Regions from separate parts of the Zea mays genome. Here all the other regions are linked to region 2. A link is a contact called in public Hi-C data. All regions are on one chromosome and are shown on one strand. Each heading gives the region's core, a stretch centred on a gene start, on an enhancer-like site or on the middle of the called end of the contact. The rest is flanking DNA. Distances are from core to core; before and after follow the strand shown.

Region 1 (4,728 bases), core at 924-3,423, 290 kb after region 2:
TTAAAAAGGGGAAATAGGGATTCTGTGCTCTCTGTCGACTTGTTAGCAGCGTATCTGTAGACAATTTGGCCCATACAGCAGTCCAGGCCCATGTTGTCGGGGGTAAAAGAAAAAGACCAGGGGCTGGAACCCTAGTCTCCATCTTCTTCCAGCCGCCGGCACCAGACGCAGCCTCCAGCCGTGGGTCAGGCCATCAGCCGCGTGCGCGCTGGTCCTCCGGCCGTGGATCCGGCCGCGTGCGCGCTGGTCCTCCGGCCGCGGGCGAGCTGGGCAGCCAGCCGCGGGCGCCAGCCGCGGGCGCCAGCCGCGGATTCGGCCGCCAGACGCCAGTCGCGGGCGCGCTGGATCTCCAGCCGTGAGCCACGGGCGCGCGCATGGCCGCCAGCCGCGGACGCTCGGTCGCAGCCGCGGGCGCTGCTTGGACGCCAGCAGCGGGCGCGCGCTGGGCCGCCAGCCGCGGGTCCTGCTGCCTATGGGTTCGCGTCCGGTCGCCGACGTCTTGCCGTCAGTCCAGGTGCGCCACACAAGCACGAGCAATACCCCTGTCCTCCCCTTCTTCCTCTGTTTTTTTAGGACAGAGAATCCTCCCTCTCCTCATCAGAGAAGAGGAAACCATATGCACTGGCGCCGTCAAAGTTTGGGGATTCGACTTTGACGGAGTTGAGGTTCGCCCACAGTCCGATTTGTGCACCTCGGCTGCGTTCAATCAAGGCAGGGGATGGCATCGGTACCACGGATGGTGGTGGTGGTATGACCTCGTCGTCGTTGAAGAAGGGTGGACACCCTGTTCTTGCCGCCCTGGTTGGACGACGACCGAAACCTGGCGGTGCCGGTGTTGGTGGTCTCCAACGCGGTGCAGTGGGTTCCACCTCCGGTGTCGGTGAGTAAAGGTTTGGAGCCGCGACCGTGGCGAGCATCTCCTCCATGGGAACTGCATCAGGTTGCGCTTGAGAGTTGTAGTACTGGCGGGCGGCGGTGAGAGTAGCCTCCAGCACGCCGGCGTCGCGCAGGGCGCATGGTCCAAACCCGTGAAACGGACAGTAACCATGCGGGTAAGTCCCTCCCATTTGTGACACTGATGCAGGTACTTGTGTGGATGTTGCTGTCGCCGGCGGTGGAGGGGGAACCACCACTGGTGGTGCTCGACGACGGCGAGATGAACTGCGATTATGGCTGCGGCGATTTGGAATCCAGACTCCGGTGGCACCGGTGTTAACCAAGTTCATCATTACCCTGTGAATGGCAAAGCCAATCCGATTGTCGTCGAGGATTCCTTCACGGAATGCGCGGAGGAACTCCCTGATGACGGCATGACGGATTGCCTGAACGATACGTCGAAGAGTAATCATTGGCATTGTACTTACGGTATTCCTTCAATCTTCTTCACGTGTTCTTCTGTTCCGCGTGGTTTTCCTTTCTTCGCGTTCTTCTGTTCTTCTGTTCCGTGATGTTTCCTCCGTCCAAAACTCGGTGGTTGAGTCTATGTGCTGATAACGTATTAAATGTAAACAGTTGTGTGAACAGAGAATGAAAATTCGTGATCACTTTCCATTGATCTTGTACATATTTATACATAGTGAAGGGGTGTCTTTGTACCCCTTCGTGGATTACAGAGAGAGAAAGAGGAAGAGTCACAACTTTTCACTAATAGACATCTTTTCTAACAGACACCTAATCACTTGTTATCTCTATTTCCCGAAGTCCTTTGCTTCATGTATGCTGGCGCCGAATGATTGTACCTTTTCCTGAACGGGTGTCTTTTCACAAGGATGAGATCACCATTGAATTAACTCTTAACAGATTATTCCCCAATCAAGATAACTTCCTGTGGTGAAAGTTAGGAAGCTTCGGTCCCCGCGGTAGGACGAAAGAGCCACAGGTAGAGTCGCCATCAACAAGCCTTCTCGTATCTGGACCCAATTGCATTTGCGCTTCATCCGCGCGAGGCGCAGCGCAGGCAGTGGAGCTAGAGCATCACCATGGTGACGTCGCGTCCCAGACGTCACCTGCGTGTCGTCGTCCACTCGTCCCCGTCCCCGTCCCCACTTGCTACCCTCTCCCTCTCGTTCCAGGATGGTTCCCCCCTCGCCAAGCCAGAGCCAGAGCCAGGCTGGCGCGGCACATGCCTACCCGACTAGTAACAAAAGCTTAAATTTCACCGGGCCCGCGGCGTAGAAAACCACGGCTGGCGCTCCTCCGTGGACGCCATCTACCGTGGACAAGAGCGGGGCTGCCCGTCTGCAGTGCATCCATAAATGCCGGCACCTGCCTCAACCTCGACTGATTCCTTCCTTGTGAGCTCTGAGCTGGTTGCTGCCGCCAGGATTGGAGGAGTGCGCGCGCGCGCAAGTGAGCCATCACTGAGCTGTGGACGTGAATTGCGATCATCCGTTCTCGCTTTCTGGGGCTCGGCTGCTGTGGCCATGGCGCCGCCGCCGCCGCCGTACGCGCGGGTGATGGAGGACATGGTCAAGGGCCGGGAGTACGCCACGCAGCTGAAGGCGCTGCTCCGGGAGTCGCCCGAGGCCAGCCGCCTCGTGGACCGGATCCTGCACGCCATATCCCTCACCATCCAGACGGCCAAGGCCGCGGCCGCCGCCGCTGAGGAGGAGGAGGAGGAGGAGGCGTCCGAGGTGCAGAGCGAGGTCACCTGCACCGGCAAGAGGAAGGCCGCTGGCGGAGCGGGCAAGAGGGCCGCCGCGTGTCGGAGGAGGTGAGCGAAGCGGCTTCGCTATGTCCTTTTCGGCTTTTCTTCATCTCTGATTTAAACCCACTGGTTAAATTCTGCGGCGGCGTACGTACGTACGTGTTGCAGAGCCCAGCCATCGTCGGTTGTGACGAAGAGCGTGAGGGATCTGGAGGACGGACACGCGTGGCGCAAGTACGGGCAGAAGGAGATCCAGAACTGCAAGCACCCAAAGTACGTTTCCACCCCTCCAGAGCCAATCATTGTTCATCGATCGAGATCGATCGATCGACGATCCATCATAGTAGAACCGAATATGCCCAACCAGAAGTACTGATTTCCGTCGATGATGCTCGGCGTCGGCGCAGGGCCTACTTCCGGTGCACGCACAAGCACGACCAGCAGTGCGCGGCGCAGCGGCAGGTGCAGCGCCGCGACGACGACCCGGACGCCTACACGGTCACCTACATCGGCGCGCACACCTGCCGGGACCCGGCCACCGCAGCCGACGACGAGCTCCACGCGGGGTCCCGCCTCATCAGCTTCGCGGCGGCCAACGCCACCACGGCCAGCACCACCACCACCACCGGAAACGCCAGCAACCGGCAGGCCGGACACAAGGGCGCCGTGCTGCCTGCGGAGCCCCCGAGGCAGCTGGAGGGCGGCGGCGGCGGCGGCGAGCGGGAGCAGGAGCTGGAGCTGGAGGAGGTGCTTAGCAGCCTCACCCCGGCGGGGAGCTCCGCTGCCACGGCCGAGGCGGTGCGGACCGCCACGCCCGGCCCGGACCAGGGCGACGTGACGTCTGGCCTCCAGCTGCAGCAGCAGCAGCAGCACTGGTTCGGCGGCGGCGGCCTCTCGGGCGTGGCGCACTTGGGGTACGACGACACGTTCGATCTGGAAGACATTGTGTTCGGCTCCATCACCGGCGGCATGTATGCTGCTGAGTACTGACGGCCGGACGACGACTGGTCGACCTGCTGTGTGTTGGAGGAGAGTAGGAGACGGTAGGTAGGGTGGAGTGGAGCCAGGGCATGTTGATGGATCGAGCTGTGAATAATGGCCTAGTTTAGTTTGTATTTAATATACGATATATCTACTCTGTAAGATTATGCCGCGGGTCTTGTAGATCATGTTAAGTTCAGGAGCAGAAGCTTGGCCAACAGAGAACGCGCCTCAATGTGGTGCCCTGCTCTTCCACTACGCGAATGCTCTCGTCCTTCTCCTTCACAGCAGAATCAGGTACTCATTCGCATGACAGCAGTGGTTAACTGATAAGCACGAAAGGCATCCCCTCTCTTAGGTGTGTTGTGCTGGTTGGATGTATAAGAAGGGATAAAAAGAGCGTTCACAGTTTTTATAGTATTTACGTGAGAGTCGTGTGAGAGCGAGATAAACACCGAAGTAATTTTTTAGTGATGATGTGATCCTAAAAATTAAGAGAACAGTGTCGCTTCGCTTCATTCTACTTTGACCTCAAACCAAACAAATGTCACCACTCAAATATCGTGGTTTTAAGAGTTCTGAATATCGAAAAAATTACATAACATGTCACACTAGTCGGTGAGGCAAAATTCTTCAGTTAGCGCATAAATGGTAACATTGATGTACATGTTATCTTTAATAGTGAACCGTGGAACAAATTGAAGTACTACTGTGGTCACTATGATTTGACAACTCGATAAATGGGGAATGCACCAACCAATTGGTTGGTGGGACAAACCATAGATTCTTGAATTGCCTTGTTCAGTTATTCATATCTTACGTGGATATCCAGATAAGATTAAAACAATATAAAAGATTTTAATTTGTTTAGAATTTAAACTCATTCAATTCATATATCCATGTTCATATGGGTTGAGAGGAATAAGCCCTAAAGTGAGGGCATCAACAGAGCAACAATGGTGGCGTTGTAGTGAAGGCAAGGATCAGGATTTGGGAGTAGCCGTGCCGGTGCGGTGGGGAAGCTGTGAGAGCACTGAGTGCGTGAAGAACTTGACACTTACTATTGAAAATTTGTGCTTAAGTTCCGTCGATTTCTCGAA
Region 2 (4,757 bases), core at 1,682-4,181:
CCGTACTCCTGGAAGGGTCAATAATCTTGTAAAGCTCGATATCTCCAATCTGAGGCTCATTTTTTGACTTCAAGTGGATGGTCCTTGTTGACAGATCAAGAAGCAAAACCGGCTGAGTGCACCCATGAAGAAATGTCAGCCCTTGGGCCACCCCCAAAGCAACGCTATATCGTGACGGCCAGTCTATAACTTCTGATTTTCCACCATGTAGCAAATCAGATACAGTGCCATTGTATGCATGCTCATAGATTAGGTAGGCACAATCTGCAGTCAAGATGTAGGCCAATGGAACCATGACATTCGAATTGGTCAGTTTCCCTAGAACCTCAATTTCATGAGAAAACTTCTCCTGGCTCCCAATTTGGAAAATCTTGTCACTAGAATTAAGTTTTTTTACAGAGTATGTTGAGCCATTAGGCATTACAGCCTTGTAGTAGGTGCAGAATCTGGTCTTCAAAAAGATGTTCTGATGGTTGGAGACTGCTTCTATTGCCTTCACGAAGTCAACTGCAGAGGTGTGGATGCTGTTCATAGTTATGAGGCGACCACTGATTATTTGTGGTACAGATTCTCCAGCTGGTAATCCTTCATCTTCAACACGATACACTCTCTTTGATAATGACATCACAATAATAAGAGCAAGCACACATAATCCAACAAGAGTACCGGCAATGGTGAAGATGATGACGACCAAATAGTGCCTCTTTTTCTTACCAGTAGTAGGAGTGTCATTATTGTTTCCTGTACCATTTACAATTACAAGACCAGGATTTCCGACAATATCTACAGTTTGACTTGGACCGAATCTAGGAATAGACCCAGACAGATTATTATAGGAAAGGTCCAGCAGTGTCAGGCTTTGCAGGCTCCATAGTGAAGATGGCACAGCACCAGACAGGGCATTGTGAGAAAGATCAAGAATCTCTAGTTCACCTAAAGAGTTGATGTTTGAAGGAATAGACCCGTCAAGAAGGTTATGACTAAGATTCAGAAGAGATGTGGTCACAGTGGTTGGCATGGTTGGGATGTTACCAGTCAGAGCATTATCACCCAGGTTGAGCTCGATTAGATCCTTTGATGAACTGATGGAGAACGGAATAAAACCGCTAAACTGGTTACCCTGCAAATACAAGTTCGAAAGCTTTGGCAACTCGAAAATTCCGCTTGGTATCGCTCCACTGAGTGAATTCTTACTGAGATTCAATGTGATTAGGCTCTTTAATTCAGAAAATGTACTTGGAACCTGTCCAGTGAGGGTGTTATTTTGAAGCTTCAGAACTACCAGTTTGTCAAGTTCACCGGTAATACTGGGCACTAAACCATGCAAACGATTTGATGCCAGATTCAACAGTGTCAAGTTCTTGCATTTGCTAAGCTCTGAAGGTATAACTCCTGTCAATTGGTTGTCATCCAACTCAAGATAAGTCAAGCCCATGGTATCACAAACTGACCCTGGGATGTTCTCACCAAGCTGGTTCCCACCAAGCCTCAAGCGGTAGAGGCTTTGAGACAAGGTGGCAGGAATGGCTCCGTTAAGCAAGTTGCTGGTAAGATCAACACTCTGCAACCCCTGATGCGAGAGGAAGTCTGAGGGGATTGTCCCATTCAGCTTGTTGTAACTCAAATCCAACATCCCTATATGCTTGGTAATCCAGCTATGGATGGGTCCAGTTAAACCGTTCTGGTTAGCTGCAAACCTAGACAGTGTTGTCACATTAGACAGACTCGATGGTATTTCCCCAATCAATTTGTTGCCAGAAAGGAGCAAAGTCTCAAGCTTGGAGAGACTCGTGAAGTTATCTGGAATAGCACCGGTCAGATTATTCTGGCTGAGATCTAGCAGAGTAAGATTTTCATATTCAAACAAACGCAGAGGAATTGGACCACTCAAATTATTACTAGACAATACCAGCTCCTCCAAAGAGCCGACCATACTGGTAGGAACATCACCATTCAAGTCATTGGAACTAGTGTTGAAGCTCCTTAACTTGGGGAAATAACCCAATTCCGCACTCAGATTTCTGCTGGCAAAGGAATTGAAGGACAGGTCAAGAACTTGTAGCTGGGGGAAGCCGGCCAACTCACCGAGCGGGCTAGCCAGCCGGTTGGTGCTCAGGTTAAGTGACTGCAGCCCTTCCTTCATGGAGCAAGAAGAAGAAGAAGAGGCGAAGAACGGGGCGGACAAATCTGCTAAAAAATTTCTGGAAAGGTCAAGGTACCGCAGAGTGCCAAGACGGCAGAGGGGAGCAAAGATGGAGGAGTTGGCGAGGCCATAGTTTGACAAGGCGATCCGAGTCACGGCCGAGGAAGAAGTGTTACTTGTGCAGGTGATTCCTTCCCAGTTGCACGGATTCGACTCCGCGGTGTTCCACCTGGTGTTGGCGGATCCGGAGTTCACCAGACTCGCAACATCGTTCATGATAGCCTTTTGCGTGTTGTCTAGTGGAGGCGACTGTGTGGTGGCGGCGGCGCCGGCCGGCGGCACATCGATGAAGCAGAGGAAGAAGAAGAACGGCAGCAGCAGCAGCCGTAGGAGGAAGGAACCATGGCTGGTACAGGGACCGTACCTCCTCTCCACCACGGTCATCCTTACGGTTCTTGGATTCCCGCTTGATTTCCTGCCTCGCCTCTTCCCCTCCTCCTCCTCAATCCCCGCTGACCTCCACCGGCTCGAGTAGGAAGGGAAGGAAGAAGAAGAAGAGATGTTCCTCCCCCTCTCTAGGATTTTGAGCGCTGGGTGTGCTCGCCCATGGCTTCCATGTTTGTTTGTTTGTTCTGAAACTACCATGGGTTTTGTTGAGTGTGGTTCAGACTTCAGGGAGACCCCAAGGCTGCTCACGATTTTGTTGAGGTGTTTCTGGTGCCCCTTCTCTTGGGTTTGGGTTGGTCCAGCGTTGACTGACCGATGACGTACAACACCGCCTGCTGCTTCTGTGTGAGAGCGAGACAGCCAGTGAGCGACGAAAAGGAAAAGGGAAGCTATTGGGAGCTGAAAGCCTGAAAAACCTCCATCAAAGGCTGGACCATGGGGCCCGCAAGGATAGAATTTTAGGACAACTTGGCAGGTTTTGAACAATAGTTCAGCCCTTTCCGAAGAATAGTCTTCATAAGCTGTAGTGCAACAACAGCTCTCTACCTTCATCACGGCAATGATTTTTTTCTTACGGGATCTCCACAAACATTTGCAAGGGACGTCTTTTCCTCGTTCATGTTTCTCGCGGGGATAAATCTCCGACGGGGATTCATATCCACGCTTAAATCTCTACTACTCTATAGTGTGGACGTCCACAGTGGTACGCCGTGCCCCCGCCCCCGTGATTCACGTCCCGCCTTGCTGACAGTCATCGAAGCCTGCATCCCGTCGACGACGCCAATCTCGCCCCCCGCGTGGCCGCGCAATGCAATCCTCGCACCGCACCCACGTTCGGTCGATGGAAGGCGCGCACATGCCGCCATCCTCATCCTCGAGCCCACAACCCCCTCCATCCACGCGAGGACAATCGGCCGCGCGCATGTCGCGCCATTCCATCGCCTGCCCCCACCCTACACCTGCCTCGTTCCGCGCTAATCTAGCGTCATCTCCGCGCATGATGCCCGCCCACGCACCCCGCCCCAAATCCAAGCCCCCCCCCCGCCCCGATGACGCGACCCTACGGGGACGGGCCGAGCCGGCGTAGCGGCTAATGCAGCAGCTCAGAGAGTGACAAGACCACGCGGCCCAGTTGCGCCGCACCCTCGGCCATGGCCTCCGCGGAGGCCTTCGACGCCAGGCGGCCTACCAGCTCCCGCAGGTCGGCGACATCGTCGTCAAGCTGGAGCACTAGCAGGTGGAACCGGCACGGCAGGCTTGCCAACCGCGCGCGGTAGGCGCCATACTTGTTGGCGCCGCTCGGCCCCGCGCCTCTCGTTGGCGGCAGCGGGGACCTGGGCATTGGGAACAAGATCGTGCGACGGAACCCGGCCACCATCCTGGACCTCCTCACACCAGCCCGGCCGAGGACATGCGCCGAGCGCGCGGCGGCTGCGGCTCCGAGCGACAGAGGAAGCCATCGCCAGGAAGTCGTCACTGCAGCAGTTTGCCTGTGGTGCCCGCGACGGAGGGGAGGGCGAGCTCTCCTTCGCGCTGACGAAGCCAATGGAGATCGTGGAGGCACTGCACAGCCACGACATCGCACCCGTCTCTAGTCTCTGCGCCAAGTACATTGTCAACCTACTACCCGGCTCCGTCGCCAAGGTCCTCGCCCTCTTCCTCTCAAACGTCGTCAGGTATGCCGCCATCGCTTCCCCTCCCACTATCTGCCCTGTCTCACTTGGATCCGGCATCATCCTTGGGTTTGCGTTGGGGGCATTTTGCCCGTTGCATTGTAAAGAGACTTCTCAAAGGCATGCCCCTAACTGAAACAATGTAGGTTAGCACTTCTTGGAAGATTTGTAAATATCACATCATAACCAGCTATTCGGAAATATGGTGATCAGTAAATCACTTTCCTAAGTTGCAATGTGTAGCACTATGGCTCATACTTGTTGGTTGCTATGCTAATATTCAATATTGTCCTCTAGAATTTTGGTACAGAGTGAGGAACTCACCGTCTGACAGGTGAGAACAATGCTCTTGGTTACTGTTCTTCATACATTGGTAGTGATGCCAAATAGTACTTGTATTGGATTCTGGATAGAAAATTTAATTTGTCTAGAGCAATGTGGTGGTGTTTTTGGTAGGAGTTCTTATTCAAATGAACAAGTTAATATAATGTTCA
Region 3 (4,468 bases), core at 97-2,596, 350 kb after region 2:
TCCACGGTCTGCCCCGGCGCCACCACCACCACGTCCGTCTCGTACGGCGTCGTGTAGGCCGCGTCGGCGCCCACCACGGTGAAGCTGTGGTTCGCCACCTTGAAGAACAGGGGCGTGTTGAGCGCGGCGTTGATGATCCGCAGCAGGTACGTCTCGTTGCTCCGCACCTGGAACCGGTACGTCTCTGCACGGTGTACTCGTCGTCACGAATGGTTTATTTGAATGGTTTGATGATGCATGGATATATATATATATATATATATATATATACGTACGGTTCCCGTCGGAGCAGTTGTACAGGTCTCCAGGCTTGCCGTTGATGGTGTACGCGTCGGCGCTGCGCGCCGGGAGCCCGGTGAGGAACGCCATCTGCTGGAGGTCGTAGACGTTGTCGTTCCACCACTCGCCGAGGACGACGGTCTCCTCGGCGTGCGGCTTGGGGAACGGGTAGGCGTCGGCGCCGGCGCGGGGGCGGAGGACCAGCGCGCCGTACACGGTGGCGCGGAGGAAGGAGATGTGGGCGTGCCACCACAGCGTCCCCTCCTGCGCCGTCGCGTTGAAGCGGTACGTGTAGTTGCCGCCCGGCTTGACCGGACACTGCGTCACCATCGCCGGGCCGTCCGCCCACGGCGTGCCGCGCTGGAATATGCCGTGCCTGCAAAGCACACACAAGTACACAACGCAGCAAGGAGCAGAATTCAGAACAGGATTCTTTTGGCGGCGGCCCTGTGATGAGATGATTCACTGGAGCTTGCTGCTTTTGGCTGTATGTATCTAGCTAACATTGCAGTGGTTTGTACGAATCTCTATCTTCCTATATGACAGCGAGAAAGTCCGTACCAGTGGATTGTGATGTTGTAGGGCGACTGGTTGACGAGGTGGACGACCACAGTGTCTCCCTCGCGGGCATGGATGGCCGGGCCTGGGAGCTGCCCGTTCACCGCCGTGATGACCCGCGGCGGCTGGCAAAGCTGGCTCACGGAAAGGTTTCCGACCTGGCAAAGGATCAAGCTCCTCCTCTTACATATATACCTCGTACGTGCTATACAACGACCATGAAACGAACCAAATGCGAGCAAAACTGACACATGTATGCATATGCATGCATGTATGTATGTTAGACTCATGAATGAATTACATTGAAGGTGTGCTCCACGATCGAAGCTTCAGCAACGCAGCAACAAGCAAGCACCAACAAGGCGACGCTGGGACCAAGAGGCAAAGCCAGTGGTGACAACCAAGGTCGAGGAGCCATGCCCAGCCCCCCTGAGCTAGCTAGCAATGACGATGGCCAAAGACACACAGAACAGCTAAAGATCTGGTTGATGATCTCTCGATCGTATGCTCGATGATCGAGTGGTTTTGGGTGAGAGAGTTCATGAGCAAGAGGCTCTCTATATAGCCGGGACGTATGGATGGATGGATGGATAGATTCTCAGGCTGCCTGGTTACTCTAGTCAGTTGGAACACGTAAGGTTCCTGCTGCCTTTGAGTGTTCTAATTAGCATGTGCGTCTTCCTTCCATTCAAAGGTGACAGTTTTGGTAACACAAGGGACATCAGAATTCAGAGATACACACTACTAATAAACGGGACGAATTTTGCATTGCTCTGTAGAGATGAGATGAGACCATCTTTCCTCGATTCTGCACTAGTATTTTAATGGGAAATTTGGATCCATACCATTAAAAGATCACCACTTTGGATCCATACCATTACTATCTCACTTACATGTGGGTCCACATGAGTCAATGACATGTGAGGTCCATGGTATATATCTAAAGTTTGGATCTTTTAATGGTATAGATCCAATTGTTCCTATTTTAATTGGGTACGTTTGACAAGTAAGATTGGTGACACTAATATATTGTCACTACATAATGTCAATGGTTAATGCAATAAGAATGGGACATCAGAGATACACTACATAAAAGCCTTGATCTTTGGTTCCATTTGTACAGCTCGGTACTGAAGAGAGGCTTTTTATTTGCAGTGCTAAAGGGGTCTGGCGCCAGCCACGCGGATGCGCTCACGCTAATATATATGGACGAATAATAAAAGTAGTATGTCTATATTTAAATGAATAGCAATAATACTATATACAAATGTATAATATTTCTTCATTTCTATATTCTCAATGTTCACCCTCTAGGTTTTATGAGAGGGCTAGGAGATTTCATTCATCTTAATAGAACTCTCCGTTTTTATACGATATCGGTATACATGAATCCTATTAGTTGTTATTGAATTGCTTCAATCTTTTCCGAAGGGAGTAGATCTTCCTTCGTCGTCATCAACTTTGATTTGCCAAAAACATTAATAAAAAATAATATTATATTAAATGCAAAGATGAGCTGCTTTATTATCGTGAAATCAATATTATTATCGTAAATATTATTGGCATATCTTGATATCTTTGCTACTAACTTGTTACCTACGACGGTATGAATAAATCCACAAACATAATATCTACAAAGATCGTTCCTTTTACTGTGTGAAATACTAAAACTGGGAAAAAGTTATGGATTATTATTGACAAATAACTTGAGAGTTGTACACGCTTCATACATACAGAAAAGTTTGGCATAAGCTTAAATAGTTTCTTTAGTCTAGGCTATTTTTAGCCATGTCCATGCCCCCATAACTAAAATGATTGATCCTTGGTGCTTGATCAAATCATTTAGAGGATTATGAAGTTAAGTTCGAATGGTAACAATTACACGTTAAGAAGGTCCATGACTTCTTGTAACTATATGTCTGGCTTCCTCATGGAGTCAAAGATGTGTACATTGCGTTGTTCCATTGAGATCACTAGATGTATCGAGTGGAAGCAGTGGAAATGTTATGAATAAGGAGAGAAAGTTAGACTACACATTCAATTACGAAAAGGTTTAAGGTAGTGGACACTAACTTAAAATTGTAAGTTAGAAGTATGAATTGAATATAATATTGTTTGTGCAAAAACATGAGCAATCTTTTTAGGACGTCGGTGTGAAAGTCCTTAATGTTTTTTTGGTTAACAACCACCAAGTCGATGAAGCCCACATGGTAAATTCCCTCCTTATGACATCTCTAGATCTCCATGTGTCACAATACAAAATAGGTGTAAGGGCATGTCAGGTACCATTGACTATATATCGTTGAATCATGTACAAGAGACATGGTAAAGACTTATAGAACCCAACCGCTGAGGAGAGAGATGTCAACGACATTCCACTGGTATATCTTAAATATATCCTTGAAATTTAGCCACACCATGTCAAGGGCATTATAGAAGTCAGAATCTTTTATAAGCACACGCTTGTTTGGTTCAGCTTTTTTCTGGCCAGCTTTTCTGAGAATCTGGCTGTGTAGAGAATCTAGCTGTGGAGAGAATCTGACTATCATTGGGATCACATGTGAAGGAAGATGAAGGTATACATAGGGTTTAGGATCTAGAAAGTGACGGATTCATACTATTGCAATGACTCGACGAATTATATATTTATGCTGATTTTGGATGGTTTTTAACAAATAGGTTTTTATAGAATTTGGCTAAAAAGCTGAGTGTTTGGCAGTCCGCAGCAGCTTTTGGTGGCCAGAAGCTGTAAAAAACTGTAAAACAGGTCCTATCAGTGGCTTACTCATTCATGTACTAGTCATGGAATCTTTGCATTTCTATTGGTAAGTCTTTCACCAACTCTGGTCTAACTAGAGGATTGCCATGTAGGTATGTCCTTGTCCTCTCTTATGATGGCACATTTTCTTCGCATGTTTTTTATGTGCTTACTAAGCATGCTCTTGTAGTCTAAGATACATTTTTTGTTTGTGTTTTGCTCATCTTTAGAAAGAAGGCTCTCCTGGATGGACCTATTGGTGTTTCCTTCTCAGGTATCTTCTTCTTGAAGTGTTCCTTCACCTTGGCACTGATGACAATGTTTGAATCCTCATCAGTCATGTCATAGGCTCACTTATTTGGTACAGACTTAGCTAAGGAGTTGTTGCATGTGCACTTGCTTTTTGTCTGACTTGACGTTGTGCGCATTTGCCTTTTATAAGTTGGTGGAGTAGGGGACGGGCTCCTTTTAGAAGGTGTGGGGCTCCTGGATGGCGAGTTTGCAGCGGTGGGCCTCTTGCATGGAGCATTAGGAGGGGATAGACTCTTACATGGAGTGTTTGGTGGTGAGTGAGCCCCACCAACAGTTGATGGTTGCAGAGCATCGAGTATAATGATGTAAGAATGAGCAGCGGTTGGATCCCCTCGATGAAGGTTGAGGTACAAATTAGGGTCTTCAAGTGAGTCTTGCCTAACATTTGTGCCTTCATTGATTATGTCATGATGCAACTTCTCCTCCATTTCACGATGATGTATCTTAGCATGATTCCAATGATAAATATGTAAAACTAAAGGAATTAGGGTTTAGGTTGATAACAAGTTGACATGTATAATATATTATGTGGATTAGATGTTAATCGAGAGATAAGATTGA

What was found. A called contact is a pair of places that touch in the nucleus more often than the background predicts.
Region 1: a Hi-C map of bundle sheath shows a contact between it and region 2, with 1.8 times the contacts expected there. The contact joins the promoter of LOC100277272 here to the promoter of LOC103640855 in region 2. A contact is called at or near these places in 3 of 25 Hi-C or Micro-C datasets (bundle sheath, leaf and tassel).
Region 3: a contact with region 2 is called in a Hi-C map of tassel, with 2.1 times the contacts expected there. The contact joins the promoter of LOC103640860 here to the promoter of LOC103640855 in region 2. A contact is called at or near these places in 2 of 25 Hi-C or Micro-C datasets (leaf and tassel).

The regions. Positions count from the first base shown.
Region 1 is chr10:12,016,709-12,021,436 of Zm-B73-REFERENCE-NAM-5.0, forward strand. It overlaps LOC100277272, which reads left to right and starts at 2,174. Exons shown (of 3, transcript NM_001150889.2): 1 at 2,174-2,713; 2 at 2,816-2,920; 3 at 3,055-3,855. The coding sequence starts at 2,256. The coding sequence ends at 3,637.
Region 2 is chr10:11,727,746-11,732,502 of Zm-B73-REFERENCE-NAM-5.0, forward strand. It overlaps LOC103640855 (LRR receptor-like serine/threonine-protein kinase GSO2), which reads right to left and starts at 2,932. Exons shown (of 2, transcript XM_008664317.2): 1 at 1-2,932. The coding sequence starts at 2,788. LOC103640856 (a long non-coding RNA gene) reads left to right here and starts at 4,041. Exons shown (of 4, transcript XR_559891.2): 1 at 4,041-4,266.
Region 3 is chr10:12,083,405-12,087,872 of Zm-B73-REFERENCE-NAM-5.0, forward strand. It overlaps LOC103640860 (laccase-25-like), which reads right to left and starts at 1,347. Exons shown (of 4, transcript NM_001323270.1): 1 at 1,139-1,347; 2 at 841-995; 3 at 276-655; 4 at 1-184. The coding sequence starts at 1,255.